Linked DNA regions of Mus musculus: all the other regions are linked to region 1. The links are chromatin contacts, called in public Hi-C maps. All regions are on one chromosome and are shown on one strand. Each heading gives the region's core, a stretch centred on a gene start, on an enhancer-like site or on the middle of the called end of the contact. The rest is flanking DNA. Distances are from core to core; before and after follow the strand shown. Region 1 has its middle 44 kb from the start of Gm36234. Region 2 has its middle 8.7 kb from the start of Gm42379. Region 3 has its middle 16 kb from the start of Gm38991.

Region 1 (5,055 bases), core at 674-3,173:
AGATCTAAACCACAACTTAATCCTCAGAGGGTGGAATCTGCATAGGACTAAGGGTCCAGAAACCAGATCTGACTCAATAAAGTCCTCAACATATTCTATTCAGCCAGGGGCTTGGCTGGTATCTACTCAGAAAGAAAAGGAGGAATGGAAGTGAGGAGGGAGAAAGGCAGAAGATGGAAAACCAGCAGAGGTTAGATGCAGTGGTGTACACCTTTAATGCCAGCACAGAGGCCCTCTGTGTGCCAAGGCCAGCCTGGTCAACATAGTGAGACTTTATCTCAAAAAGGCAGGAAACAAACAGATCCCTAAGGGTGCTTAAGCTCTCTGCAGTTGCCCAGGACTCTCCCTCCCTCATCTGCCTGCTAGGGGAGGTCTAATTTCAGGGAGATAGATGTAGAATGCAAAGATCTTCTCTTATTTGGAGGTGTCTTGGTCTCGGAAGTCTTCTGCAGTTGCCTCTGTTCGGTTTTGAATTTTATCATATGCACTCCAAAATGTATGTTGAGATCTTAGCCTCCAGTATCACCCAGTGTGACTGTATTTGTAAACAAGGTCCTTTTTTTTTTAAGTAGTTGAGTTAAAATGAGGTCATTCGGGTAGGCTCTAGCCCAATTGACCTGGTGTCTTTACGAGGAGACAGCAGGACGTGAGCATACGGGGTGAAGAGGATGTGAAGATACAGAGAGAAGTCAACCCTCAGTGGCTACAGAGGGATGTCTCAGAAAAAAGCAGCCCTGTCAACTCTTCAATCTTAGACACACAGCCTCAGAGGAGTGAGGAAGTACATTTCTGTCATGTAAGCTGCCCAGCCTGTGGCACTTAGTTACAGTAACACTAGCAGATGAATGTACTTTTGAACCCCAACATTCAAGAGCTGAGTGTGTGTAGTTCAGTGGTAGAGCCCCTGCCTAGAATCCCAGGTGAGGGGCTGGGAGTGTGGCTCAGTGGTAGAGCCCCTGCCTAGAATTCCCCAGTAAGGGGTTAGGGGTATGGCTCAGTGGTAGAGCATCTGCCTAGAATCCCCCAGTGAGGGCCTGGGGCCATGGCTCAGTGGTAGATCACCTGTCTAACATATCCAGAGCCCTGGGTTCCATCCCTAGCTCTGCAAGAAAATAAAAATACGCGACTGATTTGCCTTTTCTTGTGTTCAGCTCCACCAGCTGTCTTCTATATGTCTCCTACAGTTGGTGTAAGGAGGCTGAAATAACAATGAGCCCCACAACTTCAGTCTGTGAGTGATCTCCATTTCCCACCTTGTGCCTGGCCACTAGACCCCCAAGTGAACCACACTCTGTCCCTGTGAGCCTGCCCCCGGTGCCAATATGTATAGGAGTGACCTGCTGAAACACCAAGCACCCACACCAGATTGGGCACTTCCTGGCATCTTCCCACTGTGGTTGTACCTACTGGGCTAGTCCCTAAATGGGTGTGACATCAGACACAGTGTCCAGCTCAGACTTCAGAGCGCCCGATCACCTTGCTGTACCTCTGCCACTGCCCATCTACCCCTGGGTTCCTGACACCTCTCTGCTTCCATACTGCTAGTCCTAGCTCTCTGCAGAAGGTGAGGACAGGGGTGCGGGAGGAGAGCAGGGGCTCCCAGGGCTCAGCTCAACTTTACAAGGGGACAAATGGACCATTTCATTTCCCAAAATAGCCTTCCAAGAACACTCCCATACGGAGCCATAAAAAAAGGCTTAGACCCAAGATTTTTTAGAGGGGATTTTATATCCGTGAGTATCTATCGAGTTTTATGCCCCTTCGGGGTGTCCGTGGGCTGTGGGCAGAGTGGAAAGGGCCTTTCATTAACCACAGGAATCAAGCAATGGCTAGAAACAAGTTGGGCTCTTCGCCCTCTGGTTTTAAGGTAATTCTTGGGAGTTTTAAAAGTCCTTTCCCCAGCCTAGAGCAGGCAGTGGGCTGAAGCGCAGCGCCCTCTGGTGGTTGTTGATGTTCAGCGTCCTAGCCCCAGGTCCAGCAGGAGGCTGGAAGCCTGGGCCATCAGCCAAAACATCAGCATTACAGAACAGATGGGGGACCTTTGGAACCTTGAGGGGCTGCTGACCTGCAGCATGGGCTGAGTCCAGGTCCCCCATGCACATGTGGTCATGCAAAGGGCATAAGCATGTGGGAGCACACATAGGGGCGTGCTTGTGGTCAGCCTCTGAGGAACAATGTCACCCATAGTGAGCCGGAAACATAAGATTCTCTCTTCCTTGCGTTCTCTCTCCCCAGTGCTCAGACCTTGGAGCCAGGACCCCCGATGTTTCCCTCTCCCCCACTATCTCCAATCATCTTCTCCACTTACCAACAACAGGCTTCTTATGCGCATGTGAGTGTGTGTGTGTGTGTGTGTGTGTGTGTGTGTGTGTGTGTGTGTGCGTGTGTGCCGTGCGTGCGCATGGACAGTCCACAGCTGAGGGGATACAATATGTGCTCCGAGGTCCCCATAATGTAGATCAGCACATGCCCTTCTGACATTTTTGTATTGAAGCCAAACCGCAAGTCCCAGGGCCCTGGGCACAGAAGTACATAGGGGCTTAAAGGGGTCTATCCAAGCCAGCGGATCCCTCTTAAGTCTGCCCAGCACCCAGCCACACCTGAGAGAGCAAGGCAGTGCAGGTATTACTGAGAATGCAGGTTTGAGAGAGTCCAACCCCTGAAAGAGTGGCTCCATTTCCTCATCTGTACAGTAGAGGCCAAGCTCAGAACATGCTAAGACCCAGCACAAGCCGCACAGAAAGCCACACTGGTATGTAAACATACTTTCTATTGCTGTGATAAACACAGACACCAAGAGCAACTTGGGGAAGAAAGGATTTATTTCAGCTTAGGGAACTTAAGACGAGAACTGAATCAGAGACCATGGAGATGTACTTCGTCCTGGCTTGCCCCTCACCCCCCACCCCGTGGCTTGCTCATCCTGCTTCCTTATACAAGCTAGAACCACCTGCCATGGGTGCCACCGCCTCCAGTGAGCTGGGCCCTCTCAACAAACTCATCCCCAGAACAATTCAATGGAGGCATTTTCTCCATTGAAATCCCCTTCCCAGATGACTCTAGCCTGTGTCAAGGTAACAAACTCCACCAGCACACCTGGCCTGTGCTGTGAACACCAGCCCTAAACCATCACTGCCCACCCTCTTATCTACACGACTCCTTCCGCACTAATAATATACATCCTACCAAGTGTGCGCAATAACCAAATGACCCATAAAAGGCCCAGACTTTCCTGCGGGCCCAACCATCTCCATTTCCCATCAGCCCGTGAGGACAGAGGACATCTTCCTCCCCACGGGATCCCATAGGCATCAGACCTCAGGCCTGGCCATCCCCCATCTGTCTGCAATCCTAGTTCTCTCACTCGGAGGCCCCTACTGTCAAGCTTTCCTGTCACATAGATTATAGAGGAGGCTAAGACAGCCAGGACAGAAGTCTAGAAACAGCTCTGATGGGACGAGAGAGGAGGCCAGTGTGCTTCCATCTGGAACTTCAAAACTTCTCCAGAGACAGCCTGTGCTCTGCACTGAATGCAAGCCCCTGTCAGCACACCAGGCCCACCTCCACTCTTCCCCCCACCCAAGCTTGCATCCAGAGCACCCCACAAACACAGGTTGTAGCTAAAAGTACGCAAATCAGGAACCGGGACGTTGCTAACTCTCACGGCAGCATTAACTCATTCGCTAGCACATATGGGGTATTTGGATCCCAGTGGGCCTGCTATATATACAGCTTATTATACAGTAGGTGCGACTTGGGAGAATTAATGTTACCATAGGAACATTTGGATCAAGGCTGGCTTCCAGGGAGGAGAGAGAAAAAATAAGTTCTCCTGCTCAGCGTTACTTCTCTGTTTGGAGTTGCTGAGAGGAAGGAGCCCTGTAATGGAGTCAAATGAGGCAAGGAGGGGCTTCCCCTGGTGGCTTGGGGAAGGTGAGAATTCCTGGAAGCAGCTTACTGAGGAGAGAAAACAGAACGTTAGGAACCAAAGCCAGAAGCCCCTGTAGCTCAGAGGACTGGGCGGGAGGGTGCAGAGACAAAGTGTTCCCTGCCTGGACGTGAGGGGCTGGGTCACAAAGCGGGAGCACTGCCTTGGGGACAAACTAAAACCCCCTCCCTCCATCACTGACATAAGATGTCCTTCCCAGCCCCACGCCCACACACAGAGAGTCTTATTCCAGGAGTCCATCGGTCTAGAAATACCAGAAAGGCACAGGGGAAGCCAAGGGTGAGACAGGGCTCTGTTCCTGGTTAGGCACTTTTTGGGAACCCAAATTCTTAGCTGAAGAACAGAAAATTGATGTGTGTGTGTGGGGGGGGGGGGTGCTTCATCCATGGTAAGCGGGATAGCTCTCTTGTGAGAAGCAAAGGCACTGTGTCCATCTGAACATCCCCACCCCTGAGTCAAAGTCTATCTAGTTAAAAAAAAATCAGAGTACTCAAGTTATGCATTGGTATAATCTCAGCACATCTGGGCACGCCCTGAACTCCCTCAGGCTCTGAAACTCATCACCTTTTGAATAACACAAGGGTCTGATGTCTCCTATCCCCTTCCCTGACTTTGCACATCTGGGAGTGCTAACAAGCCACAGATACTGAAATAGACCCAGCATGGCCATTCTACTCACGCCAAAGGCAGTCCCACAACCCTGGAAACACGTGCCCCAGGTAGAGCCAACCCCCACCCAGAGAGCTGAATTATTGCCTCTCGGCATCCTTTGCATGTTGCAATACACCAGACATGCAGAGCTGACCCAAAACAAGCTGGCTGAAGGAGTGAACGTGGAGTCCAAGGCGAGAGCAAAGAAAGAGATTGCAAAGAGGGCTGGGGAGGTGGCTCAGTGAGTAAGAGCACTTGCAGCTTTTCCAGGGGATCCCAGCTTGGTTTCCAGTCCCAGGTATGGAGACAGTAAACCACCTGTCATTCCAGGCCCAGGGGATTCAGTGCCCTGTTATGGTCTACACAGATACACACACACAGACACACACAGACACACACAGACACATACACACATACAGACATCCACAGATACACAAATACACACAGAGACACAC
Region 2 (5,055 bases), core at 1,502-4,001, 210 kb after region 1:
CTGAATTCAAACTTAGGTCAGCTTCTCTAAAACGGGGTCTGAACTTAAAGGATCTGGCCTCTCACCGTCACAGACTATAAAATCAGGCAATCTTTGGAGAAGGCAGAAGTGGTGGCAATTTTGTCCATGCCTTTCCTAATTCCTTTCATAGTACTGCATCTTATAGGCAAAAGGGCATTGTGTGTCTGAGAGTGGGTGTGAGGGCATGGATGGGTGTGTCTGAGGGGGAGTGAGTGGCAGTGTAGCTGAGTGACCATGAAATGTGAGGCTCGGGTCAGGTGAGGTTAGGTCACGTCTCTTCCCAGAAGCTCTGTGGACACAGGGACTGTAGTGGCTCTGGTCACCATTCTGTCACCGGACCAAGTATGGTGACTGGAGCAAGGCAGACACATGAATGAGTGAATGAATGAATGAATGAATGAACGAATGAACGAGCATAAGTTACCAAAGCTAAACCACATTAAGCAAAACAGAAGAAACCGAGGAATGAGTGTCTGAAGGGAAAATCACAGTGACATCCTTCGGCACACAGGTCTCCATTTGTGATAGGTTCACGTGGGAAAACAAGCGAGCTATTGTATAGCAGCTGACTGCCGGGCCCACGCAACTTTTCCTACTTAACGCATAATCAACTCAATCCTGGAAACAATGGACTCCCCACAGGTGGAGAATGTCTAATTCCACCACAGCATGTGCCGGACGGAGTAAAGCTAAAAATCTCCTGGGAGAGGTTAATTTTTAAAAATTCCAAACCTGGAACTTCAAGACTCCTTTTAAAATAACCCAAATCATCGTCCCAGGATCCTTAGGTGTTGGGGGGGGGGGATGACAGAGACCAGCCAACAGCAAGGAGAGCCGCATTCATTGGCATGCAAGAAAAATAAGTGACTTTTTCATTCATCAAAAAGTCACAAAGCCCATACAGTAAAGCCAAATGAAAAATAAATGCAATGAATGGAGACAAAACTAAAGAAGAGAAAACAGAGTAGATTTTAAGATGTTATGGGTGTGGGGGGGGGCTATATATTTTTATTTATTTATAGGAGTGCTTGCCTGTATGTATGTGTGCAGTGTGTAGTACTCACAGAGGCCAGAAGAGGGTGTTGAATATCCAGCCCATAAAATAGAATAGTAAAAAAATAAAGCAGAGGCAGGTGGATTTCTGAGTTCGAGGCCAGCCTGGTCTACAAAGTGAGTTCCAGGACAGCCAGTGCTCTACAGAGAAACCCTGTCTCGGAAAAAAAAAAAAAAAAGCCGGACAGTGGTGGCACACTCCTACAGTCCCAGCACTTGGAAGGCAGAGGCAAGTGGATCTCTGGGAGTTTGAGGCCAGCCTGGTCTACAGAGCAAGTTCTAGGACAGCCAGGGCCATACAGAGAAACTTTGTCTCAAAAACAAAACAAAACAAAATGCACAAGAGATGGCTCTGCAGTTGAGTGTTCCTGGTTCCCAGTAGGTCTAATGGGGATGGGATGCTCTCTTCTGGTCTTTGTGGGTACTGTGTGTGTGTGTGTGTGTGTGTGTATGTGTGTGTGTGCACACACACACATACACACACACACACACACACACACGGAGACACACTAATAGTTTCTTCTGCTACCTGAGTCACTTTTCAAATTTTTTTCAACATAATATTTTTATTGATTATTTGGGAGCCGCACATCATGGACCCCGATCAGGCTCACTCTCCAGTCCCTTCCATGTTCTCTCCTCCCCTTTGACCTCCTCGACCACCATCAAAAGGAAAAGAAGAAAGGGGGAGGGGGACAAAACAAAAAGACAACTCCATTTTCAGTGGTCCATATACTCACTGGAGCACTGTCAAACTCCCAATGGTCAGCTCCAAAGGAAAGCTGAGTTCTCTACCTGCATCCCCCGCCCTGGAAGCCATCAGCTGTTGAGAGCTACAGCAGGCATCGATATCTGCAAAACAGCTTCCTTGTCCTTTACAGTCAGTGAGAGCACGGATCCTGGGCTTCTACCTGGTTTCTGGCAACAGCATGAACCATGAACATCCACGTGGTCTCCAGCATCAGGACCTCTGCTTGGACTCTGGTGGGCATCAACAGGACTCTCTACTGAAATACAAGCCACAGACCAGCATGGCCTCCGGGAGAAAAACAGACCGTGGAGATCTTTTGAGGAAGTCCAATCCAGTACATGGACATTGCTCATCTCCAGCATCCTGTTGCTATTCAGAACCTGGGCGACCATGTGGCTGGGCAGCTTGTTTCAGGGCGGGGGTGGGGTTGGGGGTGGGGGTGGGGCTGAGTCCGCAGAAGCTTCAGGCTGTGGCACACCATCCTGCCAACCCTATTGGGTAAGGACCTGCTCCTCTCACACCTGTGTCTCCTTCAGTTCCGTCTGGTACACTCCATTCCATTCCTCTGTTTCCCGCCTCTCTGTCACGTATTGGTAACTCAGTGGCTTTGGAAGCTTCAGAGTGTCACAGAGTATATATACCCTTTTACCCAAATATCTGAGCATGCATATGTTCATTGGAATGAGTCTTTCGTCTGGTTCGAGGCCTCTGGTTTCTGCTACATCATCACTGCTGAACCCTCTCTGTCAATACTGAGACGGCTCACAAATCCTGTCGTTGCCTTGAGTGGTAGAGGTCCTGCAACTTTCTGATCGGCAGGACTGGCCCCTTCTGAACTCCAGCAGCTCAACATATTGATGTGGACCAACTCAAAGCCTGGGCCTGCCTGGTAGCTGAGTTGGTCAGCACTGGCCTTCGCTTGGGCCTGTGATGGGCGGAGCCAGCCCTCTCATGCGCAGCACCACTGCGGGCCAGGCCAGCAAGGCCACTTTCAGATTTTTAATCCACACATAATCTTGTGAGAATCTTGCAAGTGCAGATATCATTTCTCCCTTAAGAGAATAACTCATTGTTCTGGCAGTGTTGGTGGACCAGTCAAGGAACAAGCAACTTGCTATGGGCAGAGAGGGATGCTGGGCAGAGATGTGATCAAGAGTGTGTTGGGATGCCCAAACTTTTTCTTCCCCGACTTGGAGCCTGTATCTAAGAAGCACTGTGTATATGTTAAAAGGCTGAGTCCAGCCACAGAGAGCCTGCTTTCTTTAGGGACGGATGTGACTGAGTCCAAGATGCCACAGGGAGGTGGGGGAAGGCCATCCGATTGAAAGGAGTCTCCAAATCTCAGAAGAAAAACAAGAGTCCTCTCTACCCCCCACCCTTCACCCCCTACCCCGGGGAGGGAGCAAAGGGGGCTGGAGAAGTCCGCCTGCTGTGCCACTTCCATGGTGACCAACTTACAAAGCCAAGTCCTTTGTTTTCATAAAACTCAAATGCTTCCCTAAAGACAGAGGTTGTCATGGTAACTCTTTCAAAGCCAATGCCTTTACCAGAGAGCGGCGGTTCCGTTCTGTAGAATACTCTTTTCCAATTAAAACCCATCAGGCAAGCTGATCCTGGACTTAGACGTCAATCCCATTACATCACCTCTCGCTTTCATACCTGAGGGCGTGTGAGACCCAGGGAGACTCTGGAAAACAAGTTTGCCCGGCAATCAAAACCCAGGATGAAGGGCCAACAGGCGGCACCAGTCTGAACTGCATGGGAAGAATGACCAGCTGTCAAAATACTTCAAAACACACTCCATCACAAACACGCAAAGATACATGATTCTACGTTTTAATTTTTTTAGATTAGTTTATTTGATTATTTATATGTATGAGTGTTTTGCCTGCCTGCCTGTATGTATGTGCACCCCGTGCATGCCTGGTGCCTGTGGATTCAGAAAAGGACATCAGATCCCCTGGAACTGAGGTCACAGAGGGTTGTGAGCCATCATGTGGGTGCTGGGAATTGAACCCAAGTCCTCTGCAAGAGCATCCAGCGTTGTTAACCACAGAGAAAAATCTCCAGCCTGGTGTGACATGTTTTGTTTTGTTTTTTTAAGATTTGTTTTTATTTATGTGTGTGCATGTGTCTCTGTGTGGATGTATAAGCAGATGAGTGCCACGTGGTGCCCTCAGAGGCCAGGTGTCAGATCTCCTGGACCTGGAGTTATAGGCTGTTGTGAGCTGTCTGATGTGGGTGCTGGGACCCACACTCAGGTCCTCTGGAAGAGCAGTGTGCACTCCAGGCCTTACTTTCTCTTTAATTCTTGTTTTCTATGCATGCGTGTTTGCCTCCATATATTTACGTGAATCAAGTGTGTGCCTGGTGCTCTTGAAGGCCAGAAAAAGGCCTCAGATCTCCTGGATTGGAGTGACAAACTGTCATGTGGGTCCTGGGAACTGAACCCAGGTCCTCTGCAAGAGGTGCTCCTAGCCACTGAGCCAGCTCTCTAGCCCCCAGGGCACCTTGTGTAAAAACCTAGCAGTTACTGTTCAGACTAACCGTTTTACTGTGCGGATATGAAATAGCAACAGAAAACCACGACAGGATGAACGGTGGGATCGCTGTCACAGGATGCTACCACGCTTGTTTTTGTAAAACATGGAGGCATTCGGCAGCAAACTTGAACGCATGGAGTTGGCATTGGTGATGCACACAGAATTCCTGTTAAACACCTGTGTTAAAGAGGCTGGGACAGGAGGAGCCCAAGCTTAAGCCTCTATCTCAAAAACCAACAATTCTTGCACGTGCCCAGCAAGAACGCCGCTGCAACAGGATACTTCCACACACATTTATTGGGAGAGCTTGATTGCAGAGGCGAAGAGACCCCAAGCCCAGCACTGGCGCTGCTTATATAGGCCTAGGAGAGGCGTGTCTCACACCCGGATTGGTTATGCATGGGATGGCACATGTGGCTTCCCACAAACAATCACAACAACAAGAAGTGATACAATTCCCAAGCCTGGCCTTTCTCCATCTTCCTGTGTGCTTTATACACTACTGACTTTGATATCTTCAACCCACGGACCACAGTATTGGCCAGGGTGACCGCAGCATGTGCTGATTTAAGGATCAGCGACAAGGACTGATGTGATGGAGAAGCATTTTGGGCCCAATGGTACCGAGGCTGTGGTGTTCCTGGACCTCAGGGGCTTGTGGGGGTTGGGGGAGGGGGAGGAGTCTTC
Region 3 (5,055 bases), core at 1,496-3,995, 180 kb before region 1:
GCTCCAGTGTGGAGTTATCTGGGAGAGATGGATGGGGCTAGCCTGTCTGACACCAAGAGAAGCCACAAGTGGCAGGACAGTGTGGCTCAGTAAGTGTCTCTCTCCACAAAAGTCAGGAACAGGAGGTGACTCCCAAAGGAACCAGCTCTTGGAAGATGGAGTCAATCATTCTAGGATGGGATGAGCAGGGTGTATTCTTTCCCAAGCACCTCAAGGAAGCTTACTTTGTCAGCGGCCCCAAGGGTGGGGATACTGAAGTGACACAAGCCTATTAGTGAGCACTCTAAGATGCTCACTGTCCCACTCAAAGACTTCTTTCTGAGTAGTGAAGAGTCTTATCCACATCAGAGATGGGGGGCTATCTTACACTCCAAGCCCACCCCAAACCCCGTAACCCAGAGAGCTCTGGACAGTTAGAAAGCTGATGTGTAGACTAAGCCCCATGTCAGAAAATGGTCCCTAGCCAGTGTCACACAGCTGTGCTTGCTTTAGCCAAAAGCTTTGGCTTATATTTCATTCACATCTCTTCGCTCCTTGGCATCCCTCTGGTAGGGAAGGTTCCAAGAGAGAATCGTGGGACTTAGCTGGTCCTCCCAGCCTCCTTGCGCTTGGGTTCCTTCATGGACCAGTCTCCAGTGGGTAACATCAGAGTCACAGTGGGCACCTGCTGATGCTTTCTCTGAGCCTCGGTTTCCCCATCTGTGGATATTTGGAAGGCACATCTGACAGGGACCAGGGCTGGCTCCCACAGATATATGTTATCCTAGCCCTTTGAATATAACAGCAATGGGCTTTCTCCCCTGGAGTGGGGATAAACACCATGCTGCTTGCCACTTTAAGAAGACGATGGACCTCCCCCCAAGTCCACAACTCTTTCCCCAAGCTGAAAGGCTTCCAGAAGAAGACAGCACTACCCGAGTTTCCAGAAAGTCTGTTCCCACAATGCCCACCTCCCAGCGTGACCTTCATCCCACATCCTGTGACCCTCCCTCTGCTTCCACTTCTCTACAATAAGCAGCTCCCCAGCTATTCCCCTGGGGAGGCCTCATGGGTCCTGCTGCTCTCAAGGTCATGTCCCAGCGGTTGCAGAGAATGAAGAAGGTGGAACCCAGAGAGGGCTACGAGAAGCTAAGATCCCAATGGCATCAGGCGATGCCCCAGTTGAAAGGTGAGCAGGTGTGAAGTGATAGGCAGAAAGGGGTCACCTGTCCTCCACAGGCAGAATAAGTAGGTCTAGGCTATTGTTTTAAAATATGCATTCTCTGTCTTTAAAACATATATGTGTGTGTGTGTGTGTGTGTGTGTGTGTGTGTGTGTAGGAAGATTCGGGATGGGGGGTTGCTCTAGCTAGATAAATTCAGAGTGATCTGAATAAATTACCACAGTTTAAGTTTAGTGCATAAAGAATCCAGGATGGCTCTGCTGTGCATTTCAATGAAGCCCATTTCAGTGAGGACTCTGGTTGGGCTGTCGCAGCTCCATCAGAGCGATGGCTGCCCTAATAAGTAGGAAGGAGGTATCCATGGTTCCCTGCCCAGGAATTGTCCTCATGGGACTGGGATCAGCCTCTGAGGGGAGGCAAGGCGAACTCAAGAAGAGAGGAGACCAGCAGCTGGGATGCGAGGTTGAAGGCCTGCAGGGAAAGGTGGATGGGCTATGTAGGTCACCGCCAGGCTTGAGCCAGCCAAGGTGCCCCTCTTGGTGCAGCCAAGGCCTGTCCTCTGCATCTTCCAGGTTTTCCCAAGAGAATCCAGGATGAGCATGGGACCTGAGCAGCCAGCTGGCAGCCTCTGACCTGCGTCTCCCAGTTCTCTCCCCCTCTTCAACAATGAAATACAGCAATACCAACAGTGGGACTCAGAGTGTCTGGCCATGCCTTCCTGAGTCCTTTAGAGGAAGGACTTCAAGGAGAGAAGGGAAGAGTCAGAAAAGGAAGAAGGAAGAGGGGGAGAAAGGCCAAGGAGGAAGAAGAGATGTAAATAAAACCCTGGCTGATGCCACCAGAATGCAGAGGTGAGGCATAGCTCTTTTGCAGCTTTCCTTGGGCCCCAATGGTTGTATTTGCAAGAACTGGGAGGGAAAAGACAGACACCCACCAGCCCACTGAATGTGTCAAGAGATATCTCCAGAGGCAGCACCCAGGTTGGGAGGACAAGGGGACAAAGGCATATCTGAGAGGAAAAAAAAATGATAGCCCACTCTGGCCATGGTTCTAAAGAATCTGAGTCTGACTCAATACACAGCTATTTGACACTCAGAGGCCTGAAGCATGGGAGAACTATAGAGTCCCCAGCCAGTGCCAACAGCAAAGGTCTCTGCTATCACCAGACAGGGAAGCCCAGAGCTCCTCCCAGGTGAGCAGAGGAGATGCTGTAGTCTGGCCAAGGAGATAGGGAACATAGCCAGGCTCTTCGTAAAGGGCATTGTGGAGACCTGGGACCAATCTCACAAAGAAAATAGAAACAGCTAAACTCCTAAAATCAGCCTCCATCTCTGCTCTCTGGATGGAGTTTGCTCCTGGACTTCTGTGAATAGTTAGCTGAAAAGCTGTCAGAGTGGACATCTGTTGTTTTTGCCTGCCCAGCCGCTTCACTCCTTTCGCTGGAAATAGCATCCTGATTTTCCTTCAAGAACTGCCCCTCCCCCCCCCCACGCAGCATCCATTTGGTCTCTAGGAGGAGCTGAACCCACCCACCCCCAGCTCCAAGGATAGGCAAGTGACCCGGTCCAGGACAACAACTAGGACATCACATCCCACACACTGGCTCAGGGGGTGGGGACAGGGACCTAAATCAAGAACAGCCTCACTCAATCACAGGTCTTTGTATAAAAAGAGAAATCTTTTTCCCTCCTGGTGCTCCTGAGAGGAAACATGAAAGTCTGGAGCTGCTGGCAGCCATCTTGCCATCACAATGAATGCAACCACGCTGCCTGATAAAGGAGGCAAGGCCGAGGAGATAGAAGCTGAATCCTTCTTGACAGCATCCTGACCCCTAGATCCAGCCCTTCCTGAAGCTCTACTCAGCAAGATTCTCAGTTTCAGAAACCGATGTTATCTGTTTTTGACAAGCCCATCTAATCTGGCCTTCCACATAAAAACCTTTGACTAAGTTGGTGTGCTTGCACGCCAATGGACTGACAGACTGAAGGGTCCATCTGTGCTGGTGCACAAGATGCATAAAGACTACAATTATTTTCTTTTCATAGTGCTGGGGCCTGTGAGAAAAAGAAACCCAAGATTAAAATGTCAGGAGGTCTGAGTGGCGGGAGCTGCTAGCTCTCTGCTTCCAAAGGGCTCCTGGTTGCTGTGCCTTCTGGGACAAAAGGTCAGAATCTCCACTTGGTGAGAGGCAGAGGAACAGGCCAGGCAATTATCATTAAGCCTTAGTCATACAAAGCCTTCATCCATTTATACAGGAGGTGCTTGTGGCTTAATCTCCCCCTTAAAGGTCTCAGGATCATCTCATTGGCACCTGAATCATACTTTAACACCTGAATTTAGGAATGAACCCACCCTAACCAGTGAGACCTCTGATGTCCCAGGACTGATGGGGACTGATGCCCCCAGGAACCTAGCAGATTCCTAGAGTCTCTAAGTGGATGTGTATGTATGCTTGTTCCGTTGCATTCTGGGATGGCTTCGATTGAAGCTTCCTCCCCAGGAGGCTGTGGAGTCTCTGTGGCCTACAACTTACTCATCAGGAACTGGAATGTGGTTTTTATTCTTCTCCTTCCTCTGCTACCTTAGTTACTGATTAATCCCAGACCCATCAAATACACACACCATTTAAAAATACAATCGGGACACTCATGTATCCATCTATAGATAGTAAAGAACAGTTTGTTGAAGCCCCTGGAATGTATGGCTGCCATGTAGGCGGTGGTAGCGAGCATCACAAATACACACTCCTGCAGAAAAATACTACTTAGTTGGTAATTCAAGCCCGGGGGCAGGTGGTGGTGAATAATCACCTTATTTTGAATATTGGACCACAAAAGTAATAATAGCACTTAGAAAACTTATAGTCTGATCTGTTCTTGTCTTTGAAATCTTGTGTGTGTGTGAGTGTGTGTGTGTGTGTGTGTGTGTGTGTGTGTGTTGTGTGTGTGTGTGTGTGTGTGAAATGCGTAAGGTTACCACCTCTTCCCAAGAGCCCAGGCCACTGTCTCCAGCCAGCCAGGTGCAGCCAGTTGGAGACTACACAGCCCAGCTCCCTGGGCTCTGATGTCCCATCAGGCTTCGACCTTGTTTAGTAGCCTGCTTCTGCCCCGTGATAACATCACATTAGGGCATATGGCTGGACCGCCTCAGCACCCATAGCTGTAAGATGCCTAGAAGGGAAGAGCTTCCAGTCTGTCCTGCAGTGGTCCAGAGAAGTCATGGACCAACTCCATTATGACTTCAAGGGGGGTTAGGAAATGGTTCAGCTGCTAAAGTGTTTGTTGTGCAAGTGTGAAGACCAAGTGGTACACGAGTGAGTCTCACATTTAGCTCTCTCTCGGCATGGATGCTGTGGTGGCTCGTGCACTAAAGGGTGGTCCCTCAGCTCTAGGTTCTGTCAACCTTAGGAGGGTGGGATCTGGCTGGGAGAAGTAAGTCACTAGGAGTGGGTCTTTAAGGATATATTATTTCCAGCCCTGAAATGACTAAGCACCTAGCAAACCAAGCAGTCCCAAAACACCACTCATGGCGGACAATTGCCCTGTGCTAGAGCCTGCCCACCCAAAAGCCAGAATCTCTTCCTCCAAGGGAAGCTGGGAAACTTTACTACCTTGCTTATAACACTGACCTAATCTTTGCATGAAAACTGCTATTTACATTAAAATTGGTCACATAATGAAAAAAAAAACATAGTTCATTAATATGCTAAGAAGTGCTAATTTGAACATTGCCGAAAAGCAATTGCGAATTCCATCTTGCAACCCGCAAATTTGATGCAGTGCAAATGAGGGCTGATGGCCCTGTCTGTAGACACTCAGATTCATATGCTCTCCAGCTCCCCTCCTCAGAGGCAGAGGTGGGCTTCAAGATGCCTGTGGCTGACTGCTCCCGTC

The links. Hi-C and Micro-C count contacts between places; a contact is called where the count stands out from the background.
Region 2: a contact with region 1 is called in a Hi-C map of cortical neurons, with 2.7 times the contacts expected there. The contact joins two enhancer-like sites. A contact is called at or near these places in 4 of 484 Hi-C or Micro-C datasets (cerebral cortex, cortical neurons and uterus).
Region 3: a Hi-C map of cortical neurons shows a contact between it and region 1, with 3 times the contacts expected there. The contact joins two enhancer-like sites. A contact is called at or near these places in 6 of 484 Hi-C or Micro-C datasets (the C2C12 cell line, cortical neurons, embryonic fibroblasts and 3 more).

The regions. Positions count from the first base shown.
Region 1 is chr7:35,877,034-35,882,088 of GRCm38.p6, reverse strand. No RefSeq gene overlaps it. Among named protein-coding and RNA genes, the nearest start is that of Gm36234, 44 kb to the left of the region's middle. Within about 2 kb of position 1,923, at least 15 of the 459 cell types and tissues checked have an H3K27ac peak or open chromatin away from gene starts, as enhancers often do. A contact at or near this core is called in cortical neurons, where this site is marked.
Region 2 is chr7:35,666,522-35,671,576 of GRCm38.p6, reverse strand. No RefSeq gene overlaps it. Among named protein-coding and RNA genes, the nearest start is that of Gm42379, 8.7 kb to the right of the region's middle. Within about 2 kb of position 2,751, at least 45 of the 459 cell types and tissues checked have an H3K27ac peak or open chromatin away from gene starts, as enhancers often do. A contact at or near this core is called in cortical neurons, where this site is marked.
Region 3 is chr7:36,058,216-36,063,270 of GRCm38.p6, reverse strand. No RefSeq gene overlaps it. Among named protein-coding and RNA genes, the nearest start is that of Gm38991, 16 kb to the left of the region's middle. Within about 2 kb of position 2,745, at least 4 of the 459 cell types and tissues checked have an H3K27ac peak or open chromatin away from gene starts, as enhancers often do. A contact at or near this core is called in cortical neurons, where this site is marked.